3 separate regions of the Hordeum vulgare genome follow, and all the other regions are linked to region 3. Evidence: chromatin contacts called from public Hi-C data. All regions are on one chromosome and are shown on one strand. The core of a region is the stretch at or near the end of the contact, and the rest is flanking DNA. Distances in the headings are between cores, read along the strand shown.

Region 1 (4,500 bases), core at 1,119-3,618, 230 kb after region 3:
CTTCATGGAGATCTATCTGATGTAATCTTCTTTGGCGGTGTGTTTGTCGAGATCCGATGAATTGTGGACTTGTGATCAAATTATCTATGATATATATTTGAGTCTTTGCTGATTTCTTATATGCATGATTTGATATCCTTGTAAGTCTCTTCGAGTGTTGGGTTTTGTTTGGCCAACTAGATCTATGATTCTTGCAATGGGAGAAGTGCTTGGTTTTGGGTTCTGCCATGTGGTGACCTTTCCCAGTGACAGTAGGGGCAGCAAGGCACACATCAAGCAGTTTCCATCAAGGGTAAAAAGATGGAGTTTTTATCATTGGTTTGAGATTATCCCTCTACATCATGTCATCTTGTTTAAGGCGTTACTCTGTTCTTATGGACTTAATACACTAGATGCATGCTGGATAGCGGTCGACGTGTGGAGTAATAGTAGTAGATGCAGAAAGTATCGGTCTACTTGTTTCGGACGTGATGCCTATAGAAATAATCATTGCATATATATCGTCACGACTCTGCATAGTTCTATCAATTGCTCGATAGTAATTTGTTCACCCACCGTCTACTTGCTTTCGTGAGAGAAGCCAGTAGTAAACACTACGGCCCCCGGGTCTATTCACATCCATCGTTTACACCTCCGCTTTTACTTTGCTTTGTTACTTTGTTGCTTTCAGTTCTCACTTGGCAAACAATCTATAAGGGATTGACAACCCCTTCATAGCGTTGGGTGCAAGCTTTTGTTTTTGTGCAGGATCTTGAGATACTCTTCCGCCGGATTGATACCTTGGTTCTCAAACTGAGGGAAATACTTACCGTCTCTGTGCTACATCACCCTTTCCGCTTCGAGGGAACACCAACGCAAGGCTCCAAGGCCACGGGGGAAATCCTTTGCATACTTGCCTAGGAAGTCCCTTAAGGCGTAGTCGCAGCTGAAGAATTCCTGGTGCCGTTGCTGAGGAGTATCAAGCAACACTCCTATTTCTGGCGCTGTTGGAAGGTCTTTTGTTGCAGTAGCAGAAGTATTTCTGGCGCCGTTGCCGGGGATACACAGCAACCATCTGTATGTTACTTGCCCGAGATTCGATCATTGGTATCTCCATACCTAGTTCAATCTCATTGCCGACAAGTCTCTTTACTCGTTTCGTAATACAAGATCCCGTGGCTAACTCCTTAGTCACATTGCTTGCAAGCTTCTTGTGATGTTTGTATTACCAAGTGGGCCCTAGAGATACCTCTCCGTCATACGGAATGACAAAAACCCAGTCTCGATCCATGCCAACCCAACATACTCCCTCGGAGATACCTGTAGAGCACCTTTATAGTCACCCAGTTACGTTGTGATGTTTGATTCAGTACACAAGGCATTCCTCTGGTGTCCGGGAGTTTCATGATCTCATGGTCATACGAACACATAGTTGACATGTAGAAAAACAGTAGCAATAAACTTACACGATCATATGCTACATTCATAGTTCGGGTCTTGTCCATCACATCATTCTACCAATGATGCGATCCCGTTATCAAATGACAACTCATGCCTATGGCCAGGAAACCTTGACCATCTTTGATCAACGAGCTATTTCATTGGAGGCTCAATAGGGACAGCGTGTTGTCTATGTATCCACACATGTATCTGAGTTTCTAATCAATACAATTATATAATGGATAATAAACGATTATCTTGAATAAAGAAATACCTCCTCCATCCTAAAATAAATGTCTCAACTTTGTACTACCTCAAGTACAAAATTATACTAAGTTTGAGACACTTATTTTAAGACGGAGGAAGTATAATAATAACTATTTTATTTTTGCCTTCAGAGCATATTTACACAATCGAATACAGACAAGAAGCAAATATGCCTGAATAGCAAGAAAAATAAGCAACGCCCATCGAGCTAATCCCATGCCGCCAACCGGGATCCCATGGTAATGATCGTTGCCGAAGAAGAATGAAAATAAACTCCACATAACACATTCAGGCTCTCGTCTTAGAGCAAAGCTTTACATGTACCTGCACCCGTGTTTGTTTGTCATATCAATGAGTCGCTTGAGACCCGACAATGACATTGAGATCGGGGCTGTTTTTTTTTTTCTTTCGACGACTCCCTGGTTTTAGCAGCACGGACCGAAAAAGAACTGAAATTTCTTTCACGTCTTGGTGTCGCCACGCCACCTTTTTCATAAAGAGAGGCCGGACTAAAAATAAAAGCCCCGGGAGAAGTCCGTATATATATCAAAAAAAAAAATCGCTAGTTGTGGTGTAATAATAATAATTCAATAATAACCCCTGAAACGAGGCCGTATTTACGCCGATAATGCCACTCCATCCACGAAACGAGCCGGCCCTTCTCCCCGACTCTCCCGGAGCAGCCTGTCTCCTTCTCTTCTCTCTCTCTCGCACCAAAAAGAAAAAAAAAGCTCTCTTTCTAGGGTTCCTCCGTCGCCGCCGTTCCCCTACCACGCCGCCTTCCGGCGGCCCCCCTCCCCCCCCGCCTCCGCCTCCGCCCCCATCCGCTCGCCCCCGCCGCTCCTCTGCCCCCGCGTCCGACCAGCCACCGCTCCCCACGCCCCGCGCCCGCGCCCAAATTCCCCGCCTTCCGCCGGCCCCATCCTCCCGCCTCCGTCCCCCGCTGTCCTGTCCCGCCGCCGGCCCCCGACGCCCTGCCCCGACGCAGAGCCCGCGCGCCGCCGAGCCCGGGCCTCCGCGCGCGTGCAGGTCTCCGGCCCTCTCTCGGCGACGCCAGCGGAGGCCTCCCATTCCGGGGCCAAGGATTCCGAGGGGCCCCGCCCTCCGCCCGCCCCGGCGGATACGCGCTCAGGTTGGTTCTTTTATCTCTCTCGCGCACACCACGATGGTCCGATCTGTAATTCTAGGGTTAGTAGGTTGGGGCTGTCGGTAATTTGGGGGCGGCTCCTTCGATTGGGGATTGGATAATAAGGGCTCGTTGTATTATGTCAGGGGATCCCCAATAGGCCACTAACCCTAGATAGAATCGTACATGTCTTGCGCTAATTAGGCTTTCCACTCTAGCATAGCCAGAGGCTTGTAGGGTATGTTGGGGAGTCTCCAATAGGCCGTTTATTTGCCTTTTTACTAGGAGAAGAGAAAAAAAATCCGATTTTTTTTTTCTTCCAGCAAAGGCCATTCAGCTGGCCTTATTGATTAACAAATTAACACCATGGAACCGAGTAAGGGTAATACCCTGCTTGGTAGTATGGCACCTCCGTCGTGGCAACATAATCACGGTAGGCGGCAGGGAATCCGTAGTAGACCCCGGCGTAGTATGCTGGGTAGTCGGGTTCGTATCGCACACCGTTTCCGATCATTTGCAAAATAGAACTAGGGAGATCAAAGCATCATGCATAGAACACAGGATAAGGAAAGTTGAAAGCTATTCCTAGCTAGCTCATGAGCAGCCTCATTGCCTCGTTGGCTGGCTTCCCTTAGACAGTGTTTAAAAGCAACCTTCGCGTAACTTCATCTGTATCTGCCCCTTGGGAGCAACATAGCTTAAAAGGAAATACTCCCTCCATTCCTTTATGTAAGGTGTATTATTTCCGGCACGGTGACCAAGGCGCATAATTATACACATGTTAAGACAAAATTAACCTTGGCCAAATCATTGATTAGAGGCAATAAAATCATTTAGGCTAGGAAAGTAAGAGATACACACAATCATGAGAGAGATTCTTTCCTTTTTCTCTTTATAATAAGAGATGCATGCAATCAGGGGAGAGATACTTCCCTTTTTTTGAAGGGCTAATGATGGAATTACAAAGAATTAGAAGAAATGCACCTTACATTGTGGAATTTTATCAAAAAACAAATACACCTTATATAAAGGAACGGAGGGAGTATGGTGGAATGGAACGTGAAGTTGCCCTTTTTTGGAAAATTGTCTATGCACTGTGATTATTACTTGGGAATATTTGATGATTATCCTGTGTGTTCTATGCATTTTACCTTTACCGTGTTCACTCTTCTGTTGTGTTACTAGCTGCAGCAGATTATGGAGGCATTAACTCCATGCTTTCAGCACACATTCTGATCCAGACTCAGAGTTCTTACTTCCCTTATTGAAAATAAGAAATGTAGTGAACACTAATTGTCTGTATGAGCTGTTGGTGTTGTTATTTCATACTCCGTATATTTTAATTTTATTTATGCTGCCATAAGTTCTGTTCAGTCAAAATAAACTGTTCCTCTGTCTTCTTTTTCCTGTCTGGCTTATGATTTCATCTTGGCGTATTAAGCAGCTTGTTTCTGACTGAATATTCTGTTTTCAGCTGACTGGGAGGGAGAAGTTGTGCTGTATGTACCATGTGTGTCCATCAGAGAGGGCATCATGAAGCCTGAAATTACTTCTCATTTGTCAAAATCAGGAAGTAATAAACCAAACACAATGACCACGCAAGCCTGTAAGAGGCGGAGGTCAGTTTATATAAGCAGCGGGTCGGAAGATTCTGGCACCGATTCAGAGGTTGAGGGAAATAAACGGTC
Region 2 (3,876 bases), core at 1,329-3,828, 130 kb after region 3:
TTGCTAACTTGAGGACTGCCCAAGTCAATATAACACTTCCAAGTGCGATCTCTAGATATCATATGCCTAATTTTGTGGTTAACAAGCAATTTACCTTATAAACCGTTGCAAATCCACCGTGGCCGATTTCTCGATCGTCCGAGAAATTTGCTGTGATATCCTTCAAAAGTGTGAGTGATAGATTTGTCGGCTTCTCTGTTCCATCAAGTATGCGCTCCAGGACCTCACGATCCATGTATGATGTATCTGATGTGCAATCAGTTTGACAGTGTGCAGTATCAACACTAACAAAAAGAGGTTTGTTCCATATCAGCGTCATTTAAGGCAGCATATGGCAATTTCAGAACAATATTGTCTACAGTAAATAATTCGTGCACCAACCAACATTTACGACAACCGTATTCTACTTCCTGTAATCTTCTTTCAATGAAATAAGGAAACACAAATGTGCAGTGCAATAGTGGGCGCCTGAGTTTATGCTTTGCATACTTATGCATTTTAAGAAATCTATTCAAGATTATTTTTGTGTATCATGTTAAATCTTATGCACCCGCAATCAAGGGCCGAGGCAGGTCCTGCACAAAATCCTGTAGAAAGCCCTAGGGCAACGCCCAATGTCCTCTATAAAGCTATTCTAAAAAAACATGAAGTTAGCTATATAGTTGGGCTAACTCCTAAACATGCACATAAAATAAAAAGTTGTTGCCTTGTACTATTCATGAATAAGTAAAAAATAATTGTTTTAGTGCACTTCAAATAAAATAAAATAAGATTTGTGAATAGTAGGAGAAAAATAAAACAACTCTCTACCGAAGACTTATTATTGGCGGTTTCTGACCTTTGTTGTGCTCACTATGGAATCAAGTTAGTTATGGGAATTTTACTTGTTCCACTAAGCCGGCCACGAAAATCAATTCCAAATGCAGCTAATGTAAGCATTCCCTAGATATACAATATTCAGGAGCCTGAACTTTCAGATAAGACAACTAATTGCAGTCTTCCTTTTTCCCTTTACATCTTAAGTATTACTCCATCCGTCCCATATTAACTGTTGTGAAACAGATGTATTTAGACATATTTTAGTGCTAGATACATCCATTTGAGCAACAGTAAATATGGGATGGAGGAAGTGCTTTCTTGGAGTTAATCCTTTCAGCTTGTGGGTGATAATACGCCTTCGTCCGTTTTATCCGATGTATCCTGATTTTATATCAAATAAAAACCACCACGATGGCATTCCCTCAAATAAAAAACTTTATAGGACTTGGAGTTTTAATCACAAAGTTTATGCTTCTCCTTAACATGTTCTTCACAAAGCCATCAATGGAAAATCATGGTGCCGGTAAAAGAGAGGCGATCATGGTGTTGTTGCCCTCGAAGATCCACATCTTGCTATATGTGCCGAACCACTCAAGTGGACTGAGACGGTGTTAGCTGATGGAAGTTTGTTGAGAAGATGATCCCTTGTTTGGTGTTGATCATAGAGTAGTAGTCATGCTCTTTTATTTTGTTTTGTTTTTGGTATGTTGAACTTCTCTAAGGCTGGTAATCCGCTCAGGCAATCTGGCTGGTTCAAGACATGTTTTCTCATCCTTGCAAGTTTGTGACAAACGTGCACATTTTGTGCAAGGTCATAGAATTTTTACTCTTGAGGATCCTGCACTTTTGAGATAAGAAACTAATCACATTCTTCCATCTTTCTTGGAGTGTTAGCTTTCTAGTAGTTCGGGTTTTAATTGCAAGGTTTATGCCTCGCCATGTTCTTCAAATGGGAGGAGGTAAGGGTGCCGTTGCTCTCTAAGATCCAGAAACTGATATGCCTTACAAAGTTACAAATCAGGTGGACCAAGAGGATGTTGGCTGATTGATGTCAGTTGAGCTGAAAAAGATGCTCTCCTGTTTAGTGTTGATCATAGGGTAGTATGCACGCTCCCTTTTTTTGGTCTCCATTTTATTATGCTGAACTTCTCTGGAGCTGGTAACCCTCGGAGTCATTCTAGCTTTCTACTCCCTCACCCCGAAAATACTTGTCGGAGAAATGGATGTATCTAGACGTATTTTAGTTCTAGATACATTCATTTTTATTCATTTTTCTGAGAAGTATTACAACCATTTCTTCAACAAGTATTTTCAGACGGAGGGGGGTATAACACTGGACGGAACAATCACTTTTCTAAGTAAAATATGTAAATATGATGTTTCATATAATATCTGTCACTTAAGCACCTTTTCGAATGAAATTTGTCATTGGAAACAATAAAGGTACTGCAGTGTTTTCTCGGAGAATATCTTGTTGCTTTCGCATGCCTTATACTGTAGAAGAAACACATGTACATGCTAGTAAACAAATACATATCTGGTTCATAATTAAAAACCTACTTACAAGTTGTGTTTCATTTTTTTCAGATATGAAGTGCCAAGATATAATTTAGAAGAACATATACAAACTGTAATAGTTGACACCAAAAATATTTGACAAGTAAAGGGTTGGAGTACTAACCTGGAGGCTCAATCAGCCATGATGGGGCTTGCTACTAAAGAAACATCCAAGAAGAGGGGAACAGCAAGATGAGACAGGATCCACCTACCAGCAGCTAGTTGGGGTTATAGTCTTATAGAAAGAGCCATTAAGTGTGGGCGATATCACGTGTGTGACTAAGTCCAAATTTGGATGTAATTAAAAGGACTGAAAGACTTACCGTTATAGAAAGATAAGGTCCTTTTAGCAGTGCATGATGCATCATCCTTATCACAATTGTTACTTTTTGTAACACTGGGCATTCTAGAAACTAGTACTTGAGCGCTAAGATTTGTCAACATTCTAGATTTCCATAACAGTACTGGATATTCTAGCTTTCTATAACAATGGTAAATTATTGATCTCGGGATACACGTGAACCGGAAAGAAGGGAATATTCCTATCGAGATCAAATTGAGTTGGCGACTTCTTTTATGCCTGATTAAGAAAAAAATGCACTTCTTCTGTTCGGGTTTATTAGTCTTCGTCGTATTTTAGGCCAAATTTTCACTGCAAATTTATATGCCAAAACAAATATTGTTGGATTCATATATTTGAAAGTAGTTACCAATGGCACTACTTTTTGTTACATATAAATCATATTTTCCAAGTTAAATTTGTGATCAAATTTTGACCTGAAATACGAAGAGACTCTACTTGGTCGTTGTGCCAGTTAATAAATTATTTATTCCTAGTGCAAAGATCATGGTATTGGGTGGAGGTGGAAGAAGACATCAACGACGGATGATCGCAGCACCAGTTAAAAATTTATTAATTTGTAGTGCAAAGATCATGGCATTTGGTGGAGGTAGAACAGTCGCAGCAATATCCTTGGAGTCAATGCAAGTCACTCTTTTCTTATTGGACCGTACTAACTGGTGATCGTTCCAATTACAGGGACAAATACAAATGACTGGTCCTCTACCCGATCGCTATCCTATGTCCGGCGCATGCGCATGCATGCCAACTGATTTTCTCCCTTCTCCCGAAAATGACATGTGCCAACACTGAACCACTTGGGTCTTGGATGCATTCCTTTCTTGTCACAAAAGAAATATGAAAAAGAAATAAAGAGGTAGAAGGAGGAATTAAACGCATGTCTATTGAATAGCTACTAGACAAATAACCAACTCAACCATCCTTATTTGTTGTCCACCATACATAAAAAAGGGTATTTGCCCTTCTTCATCCTACCATATCAGCAAAAAAGTTAATTTTTGCCTTGATAACTTTGGCATGAGCAGCATCATAACTATGACATGAGCATCCTGATAGCTTCAACATGAGCCGTCTGGTAGCTATAGCATGATAAAACGGGTAACCATAGCATGAGAGGACTGGTAACTTTACACATAGGT
Region 3 (4,422 bases), core at 1,209-3,708:
CCACCAAACATACATCTCGGTTCATCCTTGCATCCGCTCCACCAGGCCAAGCTCAGCCAGTATCATCCATGCGATGCAGGGTAGAGCTACCCAAGCAACCAAACACGCCCTAACTACATACAGACGCCACAAACTAGATGCAAGATTCTTATGCATTATTCTGGATAGAGGAGGGTGATTTAGTACAATAAAGCACATAATCTCATCACTTGATGCAATAAAATATTGACATTCAAGCAAAGATCATAAATTGTGCAGCACTCAGTTTTCTGTGTATGGCATCTTACCGGAGTTGTTTTGATTTGGAATCACTTGAGCATTTCCAGGAGGCTGTTGTGTCTTCGTCTCCATAGAGAGCATTTTAAGGGAAATCTTCCGTAAATAATCAGCCTGAGTAATACAAAAGAAAATGATGTAAAGTTCTATATCAAAGTAGTAACAGTGGCTTGCAACCAACAGTACTGATGTGATTAGCAGTTTAGCATAGTACAGAAGGTGTTTCACCTTTTCACATTTGAATTCAATGATGTCATCTAAGCAGCAAAACACACTGCCTCAAAGAAGTGATAAGAACAGAAAATCCAAATCAAAATAGTGGCAGTGACTTTTTCAAATAAACAAATATTCACCATAACTGAGTTAGGCAATATGATGAAGAATTGTAGATTGCTCCAAGGTTTGCAACAAATAAGCCAGACAGAAAAAAATTCGAAATGGGAAGGGTGATTTGGTACGCCCCAACCAAAAAATATATTTGATTTTTTTTACCAGACTGAGGTAGAGGCAAACTCAGATGAACCCGGTCAAACAGAGAGGAGGGAGTAAGGTCTTTTTTCATTTTTTTTTTATTAGTCCGAGAAAAAATTATTGTATACCACTGTGTATCCCATGGTCTTGGGTAGTACTATCCTTGCAACATAATAATACTTCTGTTTCATCTATAACAAATTCAGATGCATGAACACATGGCATAGAAACATGAATTGGAGGAGTAACTAACTGCAGATGTTTAAGGTACAACAGTATGAAATTCAACATGTGATCGATGGTAACCAAGATAAGGATTGGTGTTTCAGTCCATCATTTATATGTAACATAATATTAAAAATATACTAGCTTATTAACTTACATTATGTATGTATATAAAATGTGAAAATGGTAAAATAACTGTGATGTGCTCCAAATAGTTGGTGGAGTCCCGGCAGCACAGAAATTTTGTATTTGCTCTCAAGCATGAGAAAAATCAGGATATGTTCCTAAGAGTAATTGAACTTTGGCAGATGGAGAGCAAAAAATTCACCCAATGTTTCACAAAAAAAGGGAAACTGATATAGGCACTCAAACATAATAATGTAAAAAAATCTTCTACAACAATTAGAGACAGTTGTGCTCTATTATTAGGCATTAGCACATAAACACTGTTTAACTAAAAGAAACCCCCGTAACTAAGGTGTGCTCTGCTCAGAGAAGTAATTAAATTACCTGATTGCTTGCTGCAGTATAGATCTTCTCTTCGAATCGCACGGCGATCTTTTGAAGTTCGTTCAGCCCGTCTGGCGCAGACACTGGCAGATGCTTCTTCAAGGTCTCCGTTCTACACCCATATTTAGTGCAGGATGTGAGTAAGACATGTTGCATCTGAGACGTAAAGTGAAACGAACGAGAGTAGGCAGAGCAGCCAAGATATATAGATATCCAATTCACAATCGTATTCTCCCTCCATTCCTATAACGAAGGCGTAACTTTCGCTTTGGTAAGACCAATGAGGTGTTGCGCGGGTCGATTTAGTCGTCACTCGTGATCATGCGCGTAATAATGGTAATATCCTTGGGAAAGGACACGAGAAACTCTGGTTTTGGAACAGAATTGCATCCCGGAACAGTGGTAATAGAACCTGTGGCATTCTGTGCCGTGGCAAATTTGCGCTTCTTCATCGATAAACTTGTGTTAATAACAAAGTAATTGGGCCGCAGGTTGATTGGTGAATCCCGCGGCGGGGGATTTCTGATTAATTAAGAAGAGAGCGGCGCAGAAGCTGGGGGCTCTCATGTGTGACGGCGAATCCGTGGGTTGCCGCTACGGATCAAAGCTACATCGGACGGATCGACGACAGGATTGACCGGGAAATTCCTCGAACCCGGGAAAAAATGGATCGAAGTAATACGATTAGATTGGAGGGAGGGGAGGGGAGGGGAGGGGAGGGGAAAGCGAATCCGATCCAGCGGAACCGATTAGGGCCCCGCATACGTACATCTTATTGACGATCCTGCCGCGCGCCTCGGGCTGGAGCTGCGCGCGCCAGTCGCCGGCGGCGGGGGGCGGCGGCGCGGTCGGGTCAGCGGCGCCGGCCGCGGGATCCGACCCCTGGGTGGGGCGCCAGTTGGCGTCCATGGTCCGGATCGGCGGTTGGCGATTTTAGGTCTGGAGGGGATGGGGATGGGGATGGAGGAAGTGAGAGCCTCCGCCTGCCTGCCTGCCTGCCTTTGGAGTATATACGTAGTAGTACAACAAACCAGACTAGTACTACGGCGGCGAGCGGCGAGGGATGTTTGCGCCGTGGCCGGGTTGCGTGATGCCGTGTGCTTGACTTGGCCGCCTTGGGTCGCCAACAGTAATCGAGTGAACCCACCCACCTGAATATAAATAAATAAATAAGTAAACAGACACAAACACAAACACAATAAGCGTGCTTCGGTTTTCAGTTCGGAGGCCCACGCTGGCGCCACGTACGCCGACGAGCCCGCACATTATTTTAAGATTTTAAAATCATCGTAGATGCTCGATCAGTCAATGAGGACGTTTTCCTTCCTTCGAACCCATGTTGTCAAACGATCTGAGGTAATTCGAAAAACTTGAATCCCGATGGGTTGGTTTCACGACGATAAACCTAACCGTTTGAACTACACTCGGTTTCTAAACTTGATGAGTGTGGATGGGTGTCTTTTATTAGTATTTGATTTTCGTTCTGATTGAACAGAGCTCATCTAAAGAAAGATTAGACGGAGATTGAGGCGAAGCTTTCCTTTTCCTCCTCTTCTCTTCGCCTCCCTTCCCCGATGCGGTTTCCTCGATTCGACGACGGTGATAAGGTCGAAGGATGATGATTGGTGGCATGAACTGTACATTGGACAGCGAAGCAACAAGGGTTCAAACATCGGAGATGGATGCCCATACATGTAACCCGACACCTCTCCTTTTCTTAAGTTTTAGGTTGTGATTTTGGAGTGTTTGGTGATCTTGTAGTCTCTGGCTCCATATTAGTTTAACTATGCAATGTATGGGGTTGTTGATTTTGGTTAGTGTGGCCAACTATGCTCCCATCATATCACGGATGCATGTATGGTGGCCATTTATTGCAAGGCCTCGGTAGTTTTTCCGGGGAGGAGCCGTAGTGGCTAAGAGGATGAGTATACACAAGAGTAGCAACAACACTCAAATGGAGAAGAGCAACAGGAAAATTCAGATGGAGAATAGCAACAGGAAATTTCAGAGGAGCAACAACATTCAAATGGAGAAGAGCAACAACAAAATTCAGAGGAGCAACAACATTATTCGGATGGGGTAGAACATCCAAAGCAACGACACGAACACTTAGAAGAACACTAGGGTAACACAAATGCAAAGGAGCAGCATGATAGTACAAATGTAGAGGAGCAACGCCATACTTCAAATACAGAGGAGCAACAGCAAAATGCAGATGCAGAGGAGCATATGGAAGAACCCAAAACCTTGGCAAATTTCACCAAATGTAGAGGAGCATAGTAGAAACTTTGTTTTCAAGACGTGGTGAAGATAGAGTGCACTAAGGAGAAAACTATAACATTGAACTTCCCTATCGCATCTAGCATTGTCATCGCCCAGGGTTCTACCATGCTTCCATCTTGGCCCCTGCACATCCTCTCTTATGTCCAGCGGACAAAGGAGTGGGAACCCGCCATCTTCATTGTTTTTCCTAGTAAGTTCTTTTTTCACTAGATGCAAAAAAAAATAGGCTGGACTTCATTGTACAGGAGGAGAAAACCAAGAAAGAAAGTGAAATAGAGGAATATGTTGGGTAACATTGCATGGGAAACAAAAAAAATCATACGCACATACAAGATCTATCCATGGTGATGACCATCTACGAGAGGAGATATCGGATCCGCATACCCTTGTAGATCGCTATGCGGTAAGCGTTAAGAAACGCGGTTGATGTAGTCGAACGTCTTTGCGATCCAAATCGCAAGCAGTCCTGCAATCCAATCATGATCTAGTACCGAACGGACGGCACCTCCGCGTCCAGCACATGTACGGCTCGATAACGATCTCCACCTTCTTGATCCAGCAAGAGGGGGTGGAGAGGTAGATGAGTTCTCCGGCAACACGACGGCATGGTGGAGGTGGTGGTGAACTAATCCGGCAGTGCTTTGCCGAGCTCTACCG

Evidence for each region. A called contact is a pair of places that touch in the nucleus more often than the background predicts.
Region 1: a contact with region 3 is called in a Hi-C map of leaf, with 6 times the contacts expected there. The contact joins the promoter of LOC123407336 here to the promoter of LOC123407450 in region 3. A contact is called at or near these places in 3 of 6 Hi-C or Micro-C datasets (leaf and seedling).
Region 2: a Hi-C map of leaf shows a contact between it and region 3, with 1.9 times the contacts expected there. The contact joins the promoter of LOC123412413 here to the promoter of LOC123407450 in region 3. A contact is called at or near these places in 3 of 6 Hi-C or Micro-C datasets (leaf and seedling) and 1 of 1 datasets of contacts at active chromatin or transcription factors (embryo).

The regions. Positions count from the first base shown.
Region 1 is chr7H:620,450,430-620,454,929 of MorexV3_pseudomolecules_assembly, reverse strand. LOC123407336 (transcription factor GTE8-like) reads left to right here and starts at 2,368. Exons shown (of 10, transcript XM_045100449.1): 1 at 2,368-2,818; 2 at 4,287-4,500. The coding sequence starts at 4,346.
Region 2 is chr7H:620,552,734-620,556,609 of MorexV3_pseudomolecules_assembly, reverse strand. LOC123412413 (cold-responsive protein kinase 1-like) reads right to left here and starts at 2,578. Exons shown (of 11, transcript XM_045105353.1): 1 at 2,501-2,578; 2 at 95-284. The coding sequence starts at 235.
Region 3 is chr7H:620,684,511-620,688,932 of MorexV3_pseudomolecules_assembly, reverse strand. LOC123407450 (mediator of RNA polymerase II transcription subunit 15a-like) reads right to left here and starts at 2,458. Exons shown (of 10, transcript XM_045100587.1): 1 at 2,252-2,458; 2 at 1,483-1,594; 3 at 288-390. The coding sequence starts at 2,391.